4 separate regions of the Mus musculus genome follow, and all the other regions are linked to region 1. The links are chromatin contacts, called in public Hi-C and promoter capture Hi-C maps. All regions are on one chromosome and are shown on one strand. Each heading gives the region's core, a stretch centred on a gene start, on an enhancer-like site or on the middle of the called end of the contact. The rest is flanking DNA. Distances are from core to core; before and after follow the strand shown. Region 1 holds the start of Ctsl (cathepsin L). Region 2 holds the start of Mtrr (5-methyltetrahydrofolate-homocysteine methyltransferase reductase). Region 3 holds the start of Zfp493 (zinc finger protein 493). Region 4 holds the start of Zfp87 (zinc finger protein 87).

The links. Promoter capture Hi-C pulls out the DNA fragments that hold promoters and counts their contacts. Hi-C and Micro-C count contacts between places; a contact is called where the count stands out from the background.
Region 2: a Hi-C map of B cells shows a contact between it and region 1, with 5 read pairs. The contact joins the promoter of Mtrr here to the promoter of Ctsl in region 1. A contact is called at or near these places in 3 of 39 promoter capture datasets (cranial neural crest, pre-B cells and second pharyngeal arch cranial neural crest) and 1 of 484 Hi-C or Micro-C datasets (B cells).
Region 3: a contact with region 1 is called in a promoter capture Hi-C map of cranial neural crest. The contact joins the promoter of Zfp493 here to the promoter of Ctsl in region 1. A contact is called at or near these places in 3 of 39 promoter capture datasets (cranial neural crest, frontonasal cranial neural crest and pre-B cells).
Region 4: a promoter capture Hi-C map of pre-B cells shows a contact between it and region 1, with 2.6 times the contacts expected there. The contact joins the promoter of Zfp87 here to the promoter of Ctsl in region 1. A contact is called at or near these places in 2 of 39 promoter capture datasets (maxillary cranial neural crest and pre-B cells).

The regions. Positions count from the first base shown.
Region 1 is chr13:64,368,976-64,372,211 of GRCm38.p6, reverse strand. It overlaps Ctsl (cathepsin L), which reads left to right and starts at 1,692. Exons shown (of 8, transcript NM_009984.4): 1 at 1,692-1,976; 2 at 3,048-3,184. The coding sequence starts at 3,059.
Region 2 is chr13:68,580,554-68,583,789 of GRCm38.p6, reverse strand. Mtrr (5-methyltetrahydrofolate-homocysteine methyltransferase reductase) reads left to right here and starts at 1,621. Exons shown (of 15, transcript NM_172480.3): 1 at 1,621-1,725; 2 at 3,075-3,236. The coding sequence starts at 3,111. Fastkd3 (FAST kinase domains 3) reads right to left here and starts at 1,580. Exons shown (of 7, transcript NM_027123.5): 1 at 1,440-1,580; 2 at 1-251. The coding sequence starts at 228.
Region 3 is chr13:67,778,244-67,781,479 of GRCm38.p6, reverse strand. Zfp493 (zinc finger protein 493) reads right to left here and starts at 1,787. Exons shown (of 4, transcript NM_028402.2): 1 at 1,661-1,787. The coding sequence starts at 1,666.
Region 4 is chr13:67,524,711-67,527,946 of GRCm38.p6, reverse strand. It overlaps Zfp87 (zinc finger protein 87), which reads left to right and starts at 1,716. Exons shown (of 4, transcript NM_133228.3): 1 at 1,716-1,870. The coding sequence starts at 1,865.

The sequences.
Region 1 (3,236 bases), core at 443-2,942:
TCTCAGCACTAGGGAGGCAGAAACAGATTTATTTGAGTTCCAGGACAGCCCAGTCTACAAAGGGAGTTCCAGGACAGCCAGGAAATCAAAAATCCTGTCTCAAAAAACAACCACAACAACAAAAGCCTCATTTTCGGGGAGGTGTACATGTGCCAACAGCACATACAAAAGTCAGAGAACAACTTTTGGCTCTCTTCTTTCACCATATAGATCTCTGAGATTGAACTTAGGCTTGGGTTCAGGCAACTCTTTAACACTAAGCAATCTCACCAAGCCCTGAACGTGATCTTTTAAATCACTTTTAAAAAAATACTTCTTTTAGGGCCAGGAGGTAGTGGCGCACTCCTTTAATCCCAGTACTTGGGAGGCAGAGGCTGGCGGATCTCTGTGAGTTTTGAGGACAGCCTCATCTATAGAGCAAATTCCAGGACAGCCAAGGCTACACTGAAAACCCTGTCTCAGAAAATATTTTAAATACTATTATAAAAGACATTACAAGTCAGGCAGTAGTGGCGCACGCCTTTAATCCCAGCACTTGGAAGGCAGAGACAGGCGGGTTTCTGAGTTCGAGGCCAGCCTGGTCTACAGAGTGAGTTCCAGGACAGCCAGGGCTACACAGAGAAACCCTGTCTCAAAAACAAAAACAACAACAAAAACAAAACAAAAAAAAAGACAATACAAATTTTTAAAAATCACATACTGAAATTAACCAAACTCAAATATTATAAAGCTTCTAAACAGAATAGCCAATAAAAAAAATCTTATATGGCTAAAAAAAAATTACACTTTACCGAATTATTTTCTTTCAATCTTACCTATACCTGTATATATATTTTTTCTCTATCCAAGTAATTTCTTCAAGCTACACAACTACAGCCTTCTATTAAATATTACTCTTCTTGAGTGAGGAAGAGGAAACTAAAGCGGATAGCTCGGAGATAGCTTTAATCCCGGCTCTTGAGAGGCAAAACCAGGATGCCTGTGATTGCCTGGTCTACATTATTAAACCCTATAACCCCTATCTCAAACACATACTTATATCTTTTCCAGCGAATTTATCAAATTCCAGAAGTGGCGCATGCCTTTAATCCCAAAACTTGGGAGGCAGAGGCAGGCGGTTCTGAGTTCGAGGCCAGCCTTGGTCTCCAGAGTGAGTTCCAGGACAGCCAGGGCTACACAGAGAAACCCCGTCTCGAAAAGACAAAAAAAAAAAAAAAAAGGAAAAAGAAAGAAAAAAATTGAAAGTAAGAAAAACAATTCATAATGTAAAGTAGGAAAACAGTCTCCATCGTTCTCAACCGCTTTTTTTCTTTTCTTTTCTAGCCACCATCCTACAACCCCACCCCCACCGCCGCGTCCCCGCCTGCCACGAAAAGAATTTCTACCAGACTTGAGAGAAATGCTCCTAAGGAACAATCCATGTATAGGTAAGGCAGGAAGTGCGGCGTTAGAAGCCACGTGCTGATCTAAATTCTATGGACACCCGTCCAGCCAGACCCTGGAGAGGTGACTCTGTCCTCCGCTCTGTCTTCTTCCACTTACATCAGCATTGTTGTGGGTTAAACAGAAACCACGGGTTATGCAACTCTCCACCCTGCACATTTTAATCTACAACTTTCATACAAAAGGAAAGGTATGGCTGAGGTGGAAATTCCACAGCAGGCCTTTTTTTTCCTACGCTTTTCTTACAGAACCAAGGCACCACGCTGGCGTGGACCCTCCAAAGTGGATCAGCCTCGCCCCAAGGCTTGCACCACAGGACAGGTTACGACCCGGCGGCGTCACGCGCCCGGACTCCCGCAGGCTCCGCCCCGAGGCAGGCATAGCCAATGACGGGGCGGGGGCGGGCCCTGTCGGGGCTGTAGCCTGAGAGGCTTTAAAGCCTGAGCCCGGCGCTGTTCCTCCAGATTCTCGGACCTCGGCGACCTCCGGGGATCCGAGTTTGCAGACTTCTTGTGCGCAGCTAGCCGCCTCAGGTGAGTGACCCCCGCGGGTTTAAAGGCTTCCCGAGCAAGGGCAGGTAGGGGAATCTAGAATGTGGGAACCATAGCATCTGCAACCCGGACTGGAGACCCCCGGATGGGCCAGGATCTCGAGGATGTGTCCTCGGCCTCCCCGAAGTGATAGGCCCTTGTTGTCGAGCGGGGTCTTCATCAGGTCATGTGACTCCGGGCTGCCGGGACCCGTAGGGACAGCGGGACCCCCTCAAGCTGGTCACGGGACCCAGGGCTCCTTGTGCCGCCATAACATTCGCGGGCGGTGGCCGCGAGCGCGGAGCGGACGCCCATCCCCCTCTCCCCCGGACGGGCCCAGCTTGGCCCCTAACCCGAACTGAGATCGCATAAGGAGGCATCGCCTTGAGGCTTCAGTTCGCCTGATGTGCAGCTGTGCGTTAAAGTGTGTGGTGGCAACCCACCCTCTGGGTACTCCTGTATGCCCACTTGGGGTCACTAATACTTGTCAATAAATGACCTGGACCCAGTTGTCCTCTTAAGATTCTGACGCATACAATATCGGAAGACTTAAGACTACCGTGGCGCTATAATAAGAGAAAGTGGGGGGGGGGCTGTCGAGATGGTTCAGCGGGTAAGAGCACTGACCGCTCTTTCAAAGGTCCTGAGTGCAAATCTCAGCAACCACATGGTGGCTCACAACCACCCATAATGAGATCTGACACCCTCTTCTGTGCGTCTAAAGTCAGCTACAGTGTACTTATGTATAATAATAAATCCTTAAAAAAAAAAAAGCAAGAGAAAAGGGTTTACCCCTGTTCCAATGACTACTAGGCTGTTTTTGTTTCAGTAGCTAGAGTCTAGGAACCTCCAAAGATTAATTCCTGACTTGTTTTTCTCCACTCATAATCACATTTGTTAACACGTGCAAGGATGCTTCAACTCAGAACGGTTTACTGCTGGGCTGGTGGCTCATGGATCCCTAAACTTGAGAGATGGGTCATTGAAAAAGTTTAAAGCCTAAACTACATGAGAAACTGTCCTTAAAAGAGAAAGCTTCCGTGGGATTCTCATTTCCTCTTTTTCCTTCCCTAGGTGTTTGAACCATGAATCTTTTACTCCTTTTGGCTGTCCTCTGCTTGGGAACAGCCTTAGCTACTCCAAAATTTGATCAAACCTTTAGTGCAGAGTGGCACCAGTGGAAGTCCACACACAGAAGACTGTATGGCACGGTTTGTAGTGTTTACATTGTCTAGAGAGAATGGTCTTCCTTGCCCTTGGAAG
Region 2 (3,236 bases), core at 372-2,871, 4.2 Mb before region 1:
CACGGGATGAAAGTCATTTCCCTTTTCTGAGTGGAAGTTTTTACAGTATGCGTGATGGAATCTGACCCTGAACAGCTCAGGTTGTAGGGAGCAGAAGCACACACTCAGGCGATCTGTGACTGCCTTTGGGGCATGACTGGCAGGGTGAATTTTCAGAGCAACCACAGCTCCAGGTATCCAAAGAATGGACTTATGACAAAAGGCCCTCCGCAGGGTGATGAACGCCATGCCATAGAATTCACAACATGTGACTTAGCATAAGAAAAACAAAAACAAAAACCATGGTCAAATGCTGAGAAAGACAACACCAACGCTACGAAACTAAGAATGAGTATCCCATGACAAAGATTAAAAAAAAAAAAGAACCTTGCAAAAATATTTTAAAAACCAAGGTTTACTTTTCCCACCGAGCCAGGAAACAAGAGAAAGCCTGGGAAGGGGGTCCCCACTCTCCTGGTCCTGATTGCCACACCCAATTGGCTGACACCCAACAGTTGCACCATAACTAGACAAGGCACCGGTAGAAGACATGCACACCCCTTTCTAGGCAGTGTCACTAGGTTTTTTTTTTTAAATGAACTATGCCTTATATCTAAACTCCTTGAGTCCTATGTGTATGTAAGGATCTCAGATTAATGTTTTACCACAACGTAATTCCTCTTCAAAGGCCATGTTCTATGGACAAAGTGAAGGGTGTGCACCAAGGCATGTCTCCTTTAATATGTTTAAAGTTGGCTGCTGATTAAATAGCCCCCCAAACCCCATAATCCTATACATAAGTTACTACTCAGGCTTTCAGGCTTACGCGTCTCTTCAGTTTTCAAAAAAGGCTATTTTTTGAGTAATCAGAACTCATTGACCTTGCTGCGCTCTGGCTCATTCTGAAATTTCTTTTCAGTGGCCCTTGAACACCTTAGTGTTGTCGGGTAGACTGAAGCATCATAGGGCTGACTTCCTGTGGCTTCACTGTGTCTGGGCGAGATGCTGGCTCCTAACCCTAACTGCGATCGCTGCCCAGCCCTTACTTTAAGTCCTGCCTATGGGCTAGGTTACTGTAATTCAGTTCGTCTGGTTGACGCTTTTCCCGCTAAGGACCCTGCAGCCCAAGGAAACCACCTCTGTGTACAGTGAAGCTGGGCGCGAAGAGGAAGAGCTGGAATTCAGATTCTACCTCCAAATCTCGACACTCACGTGATGGGGAAAGGGAACGTCAATGTTGATAATTGCGAGAGAGGAGGAGCAGCCGACAAGATTCAAACTCCGGGTATGAGCCGGGCAAAGCATGGTAATTCGCGCTGAGAAGCTGGGCTGGGGCTCACGCACAATCACAGAAAAGCAAGCGGAGCAGGGCAACGGCGGAGGCAGGCGCCGCGCGACCGGACCGGAGCCCACGGAGCACGAGTGGGGAAGCCCGGGGGTCCTAATCCCGAGACACTTACCGAGCGGCTCCAAGCCGCACCCGGGACAGGACAGACACGGAGCTTCCGAGCCCTGGGAGCGTCCGTACACGGACGCTGCCCCTTACCTGGAGAACATTCCGGCGCGTGCGCGGCACTAAGGCCACCCACCCACCCACATCCGGCGATCAGCGATTGGCCCAGGTCCGCCCGCATGTCTGTTGGCGGTCGTGCGGAGCATGCGTGCTGTGCCGCGCGCGTGCGCAGTGCTCCCGGACTGTGCCTGTCGGAGGAGAACGGGGTTCCGCGCGGGAATTCGCGCCTGGAGGTATTCGGCGGGGGACGGCGGGAGCGACGGAAGCGGTGGGGGAGCCGGGACTCGCGCCTGCGCAGTGGGGATGAGCCGCTGAGTTTTCCGGACCGCGGTGGGGTTCACGGGGAGCACTTGGGAGGCGGACCGCGGTGGGGTTCACGGGGAGCACTTGGGAGGAGTCGGCTCCGCCACCTTTCCCAAAACCTCGTGAGCTCGCACGTGTCACCCATTGGTCCTGTCGAGTCTGTGGCAGTGCTTCCCGATGAACCTTTGAAGGGTTTGTGTCCTAGCTCCCCAGCGGATAAGCCACAAGTGCTTAGAAACTAACTAGAGTTGATTCACTCAGGAAAAGATAATTTTATATAGGCCGGCTACCACTCAGCGTTAGCCACTGGATAGAATGGCGGAGTGTGGAATCCCAGAGCCCTTTATCTTCTTTTTCTCTTGGTTATCTCCGGGGTAAGGCATGAATTAGAAATACCGTCTCTGTGTAAAGTCCATGTACGCTGACTACTGATAGATGCAATGATGCCATCTTTGATGACGACCAGTGCTTTGATTAGGATCTAGCAGGAAACACGAACTCCCCAGTTTCACGTGAACATTGTACAGTTACAGTTTTGGTTTTTTAAAGATTACTTATTTATTTTATATATATGAGTATACTGTGGCTGTACTGATGGTTGTGAACCATCATGTCGTTTCTGGGACTTTGAATTCAGAACCTTTACTTGCTCCGGAGGATCCTGCTCGCTCCAGCCTAAAGGTTTATTTATTATTATATGTAAGTACACTGTAGCTGTCTTCAGAGGCACCAGAAGAGGGCGTCAGATCTCATTAGGGATGGTTGTGAGCTACCATGTGATTGCTGGGATTTGAACTCAGAACCTTGGGAAGAGCAGTCAGTGGTCTCTTAACTGCTGAGTTACAGTTTGTTTTTGTTTTTTGTTTTTGTTTTTTGTTTTTTTTTTGCTTTGTTTTTAAACGGCAGAAACAATAGCCTTTGTAAGCGACACTGTGTTTGAGCATGGCTTAGCCCCTTCACCATTCAGGCTTATGATCCTAATTCAGAGTACAAATGGGCAGAAAGGCAGATCACTCCTATAGTTAGGCACTAATGAATGACAGACACTTGCAAGACCCAACAGTAGCTAGAAATCAAGAGTGGGTTTCACGCCATCAGGGACAATTCAAAAACGTCACTTTTGTATACCTCCTGTCTTAATTCTCTCATACTGCGATTCGTTTAAAATCAGTGCTAAGGAACAAGTTTAGAGAAGGCTGTTTGAAATTATGTTTGGGTGTCCTGCGGGCTACCTGCTTCATTAAACAGTGTACCCCTTTCTTCCTTTTGTGGTTTTTAGTCTCACTGTTAGAGTTGCAGCTGATGACCTGAGGTGATGAGAAGGTTTTTGTTACTTTATGCTACACAGCGAGGACAGGCAAAGGCCATAGCAGAAGAAATAAGTGAGCAGGCTGTGTCACACGGGTTTTCCGCAGATCTTCACTGTATCAGTGAGTCAGAA
Region 3 (3,236 bases), core at 538-3,037, 3.4 Mb before region 1:
CACACCTTCAGACTGGGCTTTGGGAGTGGAGGTGTCCTGTATCCTGGAGTCTGCTGCATAGTATGGTTGTCTTCTACTGACTACATGTAAATGAAGTAGAATAGAAAGACAGGAGAAGTTAAGATCTGGGAAGAGAGATCCCCTCACTTGAGTTTGAAGCTTTTCAGCAGCTGAAAGTCAAACATTTTGACAGCTAACACTCAATGTGAAGGTTTCCAGCAGAGGCAATATTTGTCTTCCTTAGTAATACTTTCAAATAAAAATGTTACAATAGCCATGAATAGGGCTGGAGAGATACCTGAATGGGTAAATACGGACTGCCAGAAACTCTGTCAGTTAATAACAGAGTTCAATACCCAGAACTCACATGGTGGAAAGGGAGAATGACTCCCAGAAGATATCCTCTGACCTTGTAGGTCCTGCCATGTCAATGTGGCACAAACCAATAATCCTAGTCCTTGGGAGGTAGAGGCAGGAGGATTAGGAGTTCAAGGCTGGCTTCATTAAGGTGCTTACAAGGTGCCAGTCACAGGGCCCTGAGTGATCAGAGCTCCTCAATTCCATCTTTTTGTCTCTCTGACACACTGTAAGTACTTGGGTGAGTTTGTCTAGAACTGTTTGGGGAGGGTTAGGGAACCTAGATGCCACATTCTTCGATAAGAGTTGGTTTAGGTGAGTTTAGACACTGCAGATGATATGCAAAGACAGAACAGCTGGCCATTAAAGAGCGATGAAGACCGACCTCTTAGGATGCAGTATTATTTCCTCCCCCAGAGACATTTCAGCCCCCTCTCACCTGTAACCAACAGCCCTGTACCCACGCCTATTCTCACACCAATTTGTTTCTCCATTTTGAAAAGGAGTCCAAACGCAGTCTCCGAAGGTACTGGCTGATCTATTATTTTCTAGTACTTTTCACTCTACACTACAGAGTGAACTACTTGGTTGACACAAAACTCAAATCTTTCCCTTTAAGGGACTATTCTGCCCTCATTCATATAGGAGTGTTAGTCTTGGGGTTGACGTCACAACAGTGATCGCGAAGGACTTCTATTCAAAATAGTTCATAAATCTAACAGTTCATTACCAAGAAAATGGAACCAACATTCCAAACACCAACCGCCCTCCCAAAACTCCCTTCACTTGCAAATAAACAAGGTTATGAACTTTTGTCAACTCCAAGAGTCCTGGGCCAGCTATAAAGTAAAGAAAGCACCACACACCCAGTTGGTTCTAGATTTCCTGAGAAATCTGACTACAACCATGTGAGCCTGAGTCAGCTAGAGAGCAGAGTTTCCCCAGCCAAGCAGGAGAGTGCGCTCCCAGTCATAGCCTCAGGCTGTCATCAGACACCAGTCAGGGTGAAACCTGCCAGGACTTCCAGCAGTTCTCACTCCTGGGTCCTGAGCCAGCTCTCCTGCGCAGGGTGGACTCCAGCAGTAGCCTCGTGCAAGCAAAACGGTCACTCTCAGAGCCGACCCCATTGCCCTTTCCGCAGCTCTGACCTGGATCCAACGTGGGGTTGGTCCAGCCTAGGTCAGCACAGCACCCCCAAGTCCGCTTCTTCCCACCTCCCATCCACAAACCCTCGCCATCCATTCCGGACCCATCACCACGCGGACCCTCACGCCTGCAGGGCAGCGTTGCACCCTGGACGAACCTCCATGTGAGAGATGCAAACCGAGTACTGAGCAAGACCTTTTTCTTGCTCAACTTTGGGAAAGATGCAACTATGCAGACCGAGAGTAGAAACGTGGTTTCCTGACTGGCTCCTTGTGACGTCATATGGGCAAGACTACATTTCCCACAACTCTATGCGAAAGAAATCCCTTAGAGTGTAAGGGGTTGGGAGGAAGCAGTCAGTTTGTGTCCTGGTACAACCACAGGGAGCCAGTTGGCTTTTAAAATGCTAAATTTAAACCGGGCAGTGGTGGCGGCGCTAGCTTTTAATCCCAGCACTTGGGAGGCAGAGACAGGCTCTGAGTTCGAGGCTAGCCTGGTCTATGGAGTGAGTTCCAGGACAGCCAGGGCTACACAGAGAGGGGGGGGAAATGCTGAATTCAGTACAGGACACGTTTAAATGTAAATTGAGCCTTTGGCAGTAACCTTTAATAGGTTTGCAACTTATTTCTGTTCAATATGTTGCGATTTAAACTCAAAAGTGTACTTATTATGGAATCTTCTACATGTAAAGTTCACACTGATTCAATATTACTATAAAATAACTATATGTGACCTTCCTTGTAGTCGAACTGCTCAGGAACTTAAGACAGGAGGATCCCAAATCCAAGGCTAACCTGGGCCAAATAAAGAGACCTTGTTTCAAAATACAATGTACAAGTAGGGTTAGGGAGCAAGGGGTAAAGCCCTTGACTACAGTGGAGGCTTGGCTTAATACCAAGCATTACATATGCATAACTACTCCTTGTTCACCTGTGTGAGCCATACATGGATAAGACTCCACAACTGGATAACGTTTTCATGTGAACACTGGAAACTTCCATACAGTGAAGGGCATGGATCAGGGACACAGCTGTTTTAAATCATTGGACAAAGTTAAACATCCAGCTCTCTGATGTTAACTTACGAAGAAATCCTGAATTTATCTCAGGATCTTTTTTTGGTCTGTCTGTAAGTAGAGTGCACACATGTTCATCCACTAATTTGTGCTATACAAGAGCTTCATCCTCTTCTACCTGGTTTTTCATGAATGCAGGCAAGTATTGTTGGGGACAAGAAAAGAAACGTATTCTAAGTACTATGACGATTTCACTTTCAGATTTCATTAAATTCTAGAGAGAAACTAAATTCATAGTTCCAGGCCCTAGGGGAGCTGGGGACTTCCGTATAGCTGAATAGCTTCTGTTTTAAACAGTTGTCTGAGTCCAGCCATCTCAAGGGCAACTTCTCCATCTTGCTGGCAGGGTCATACAAGTTCATGTTCCCAGGCCCGTAAAGAACAGCTATCACTCACTTTTCCAAATGTTTTCTTAATTTGTTAACAGCTGTGTGTGTGTGTGTGTGTGTGTGTGTAGAGAGAGAGAGATTGCTATTATTTAAACCATGGTTTTACACACACACATATATACTACATACAGCTGACCCAGTCCTTTGTCTCCTTAGCACTCTAAGCTCCTAACCACTCCAGACCTAATGTCTAGGAGAACGAATTAAGGACCTTGAAGCCAAGTGCCCTGGATACCGCCCAGTCTCCAATGGTACTCCTTTGTTTAACC
Region 4 (3,236 bases), core at 467-2,966, 3.2 Mb before region 1:
GTTCAAACTACAGAAAAGGCCATTTGAAATTCTAGGTAATTATTGAAAGAATGGCTCTAAACGGGGAACCCTAATTCTCCATATTGAGGCAACAGGAAAGGTGCCCTAAGCCTAGACCCCCGTCCATGAAAGACTCTATTCTTCCAAAAGTGTGAATTCATCTGAAAGGAGAAAGTCCAGTGGGAAAATAGCATTTAAGGAGAGCTTGACCTCTGTTTACTTTTTTTTCCCCATGGTCTCCCTTGAGCTTGTTATTTCTCTAAGGTCTCAAGGACAGGCACCTGGAGTTCTGCAGTTCCTCAGCAGGAGTGTTGGTTTTTAGAGACACAAAGGCAGGGAGGATGTCTCCTCAGAATGTCCTCATTAAGGGGGAGTTTTATGGGTAGTGCCATTCTAATGCTAGAGGTGGGGGGAGGGAGTTTCAGGCTGCTGCAGGAGGACACAGCACAGAAACCAGCTGTCTGTGTAGCATACTTGTCTAGGGCTAGAGGGAAGATGGGAGCTTCTGGCCAGGGGGGTGGGGGGTGGGAGCAAAAAATGCAGAGACAAACTGTGCACAACACTAAAGTATCTCTCTAGTATCAGCAATTCGGAGGTTACAACACATGCTTAATCACTGCAAGGAGAACTAAGTAGGAAAAGAGAAGTTGAGTTCTCCACAGTGATAAAAATACCATGGATAGTGGTAGCACATGCCTTTAATCCCCGCACTTGGGAAGCAGAATCAGGGGGATCTTTGAGTCCAATGCAAGCCTGGTCTACAGAGCAAGATACCCCATGCCTAATGCAGAGAGAAATTCTACAATGGATGATGGACCAGAAGTCCGTACAATGCTAAGAACTGTGCCCTCCTTGGGAGAGAAGCAGAAGAGATACTCACAGGCTCAGAGACCACCTGCTGTTAAACACTTCTCTGTTTGTGGTGAACCAGGGAGACGTGGGTGATGTTCTGGTATAGTTCTCATAAAATTAAAGTTCTTATGCAGATTAATGAATGAAAGTGTAAGCAAGGGACAAATGGAGAGATCAAGGATCCACCAATGGATTCTGGAAAGTCTTCACATGTAAATGTGAGGGTAGTACTTATAACCTCGTTCAGAGATTTTTTTTTTTTAACGTCTATGTCTCTGACCTACCTCCTTCACTGTATGGATTCCAGTGCTCACAGGAAAGTGTTTTTGTTTGTTTTCCCAGCTGTGGAGTCTAATGCATGTATGCTCACAGGCTTGTCAGCACACATGGAAAAATGGAGTATGTACAAGTTGAGCATTAAATTAAGTCTTCCTTCATTCTAGGCACGTAGTCTACCCCCTTTGCTAGTTTTGTACTTTGTATTTTGAGACAAGGTCTCTGTAAAGTGCCTAGAACGCTTTGGATTTGTAATCCTTTCATTTTAAACACCGAAGTTGATGTCAAAAAGCATCTCTAAGTAATAGCACTCACTCCACTTTAGCCTCTTGTTTCCTTATTTTAAAGTACAATTAAATGATTGTCAACTTTTGGTGCAGGTTCCAATTTTATAATTAGTAGACGAGTTTTTAAACTACAGTTTGACCAGATACAACTAATAACCCCTCCTATCAAAGCCTCAACGGATGTTCTAGCACGTCCGTTTTACAACCGGAACTTTTAAAGCAGCCTGACTGTGGGCTTTTGTCCCAGTGCTGACACCTCTCCTTTCTTTCCACCCTCCTCCGCTGTCAGTAGGGAGAACACAGAACTCTGGGAAATGTAGTCGTGCCCTCTGTGACGTCACAAGCAGCCGCTCTGCGAACCGCACTTCCGCATCCCGTCTGCAGACGTTTGTCTTCCCCTAAGTTAGCGGTGCTGTGTCCTGCTCCTCGCTCTCGATCGGATCTCTGACATGGAGGTTGGTCCAGGGAGCAGTGCAGCCTGAGGGAATGTGCAGGGGAGTGGTCCAGCTTGGAGGGAGCGGAGCCGAGGTGGACCAGAGGCAGGGAGAAGCCGAGTTGGTGATGCTGTGCTGCTGACCTAAGCTGGGCCAACTGAGCCTGGATGCAAATCTGGGTGGGGAGAGCAGTATGGGGGTGGCGCTGTGAGTGAAAGCTTTGTTAGGACGCGGCTGTATACGCTTCTGGGGTGGGAGAGCTGGCTCTGTAGCACAGAAATGTGGAATGGTGGAAGGTTCAGTATTGCCCCCCCGCAGGGTGGGCCGGCCCTCTCCTTGCGCCAGAGGTGTAAATGGGAGCCCACATTCCTGCTTGCCTTAGGAAGTCTGTTGGCTGTGATCACTTGGCCACTTGACTGTGGTCAGATTTCTCAGAACTTCTAGATCGAGTGGAGATCTGGCACCTCCTATTTATGGCCAGCCTAATATTCTTGGTTTGAGTTAATAGCTGCTCCTCGTTTCCAGGGACAGAGTTCTGCTAAGGAGGTTGGTGTATAGGATGTTAGTACCATTCTCTTTGGAATAAATTGTTAGGTTTTTTTTGGTGTGTTGTTTTGAATGAGAATATTTCATGGCCACCTCCGTGATCTATATCTTCACACTTAACACTCACATGTAGAGACAGTCTAATGTTCTAAAGGAGAAGGCTTATTCAGGATATTATTGATCCTACATTGTAGAGTAAAATACTAGAAAATACCGTATCCACTTATGTCAGAGATTGTGTAATGTCAGAAGCTTGGACTCCTTTTCTGAAACAAATGAGGGGGTGATGGGAGCAGAGAGATGGCCTGGAGATTATTAGTGACTTCGGGGAAAGGACTTGAGTGTCCCTGGGGAGGAGAAGTGACCTTGAATACCTAACAGTGTTTACGTTGCTCTTCAATTGTGAGCTTCTCTTCTATCTCTGGACACTGCACATCTAAACCTCCCTTAACAACTACTCTATCACTGCCCCGACTGTGGCACTCAGGTTCCCTGTTGCTCCCTGAACATTTGCCAGTTTATCCACGTCAGAAAGATTGAAAGGTGAATTTGAAGAGCTTTTGCTCAGTTAGGGTCCCTTGCCCATAATAGACTCCTTGGCCTGTCTCTTGTATAGTTTTGTAGTTCACAACACTTTAAGTCAAATCAAGTGTTTGTGTGGCATTAAAGCCTATTATTCATAAGGAACATGGGTTTTAAGCCACCTTCAGTATGAATATTTCTGTGGACTATGTAACTGTTATGTAAAAGACAGAGACTTCCTAGTTAATGTCACTGGCCTACAGGACAAGAACAGCATTGTGTTTTCCATTATCTAAAGTGGGAAGAGTACACTACCTTG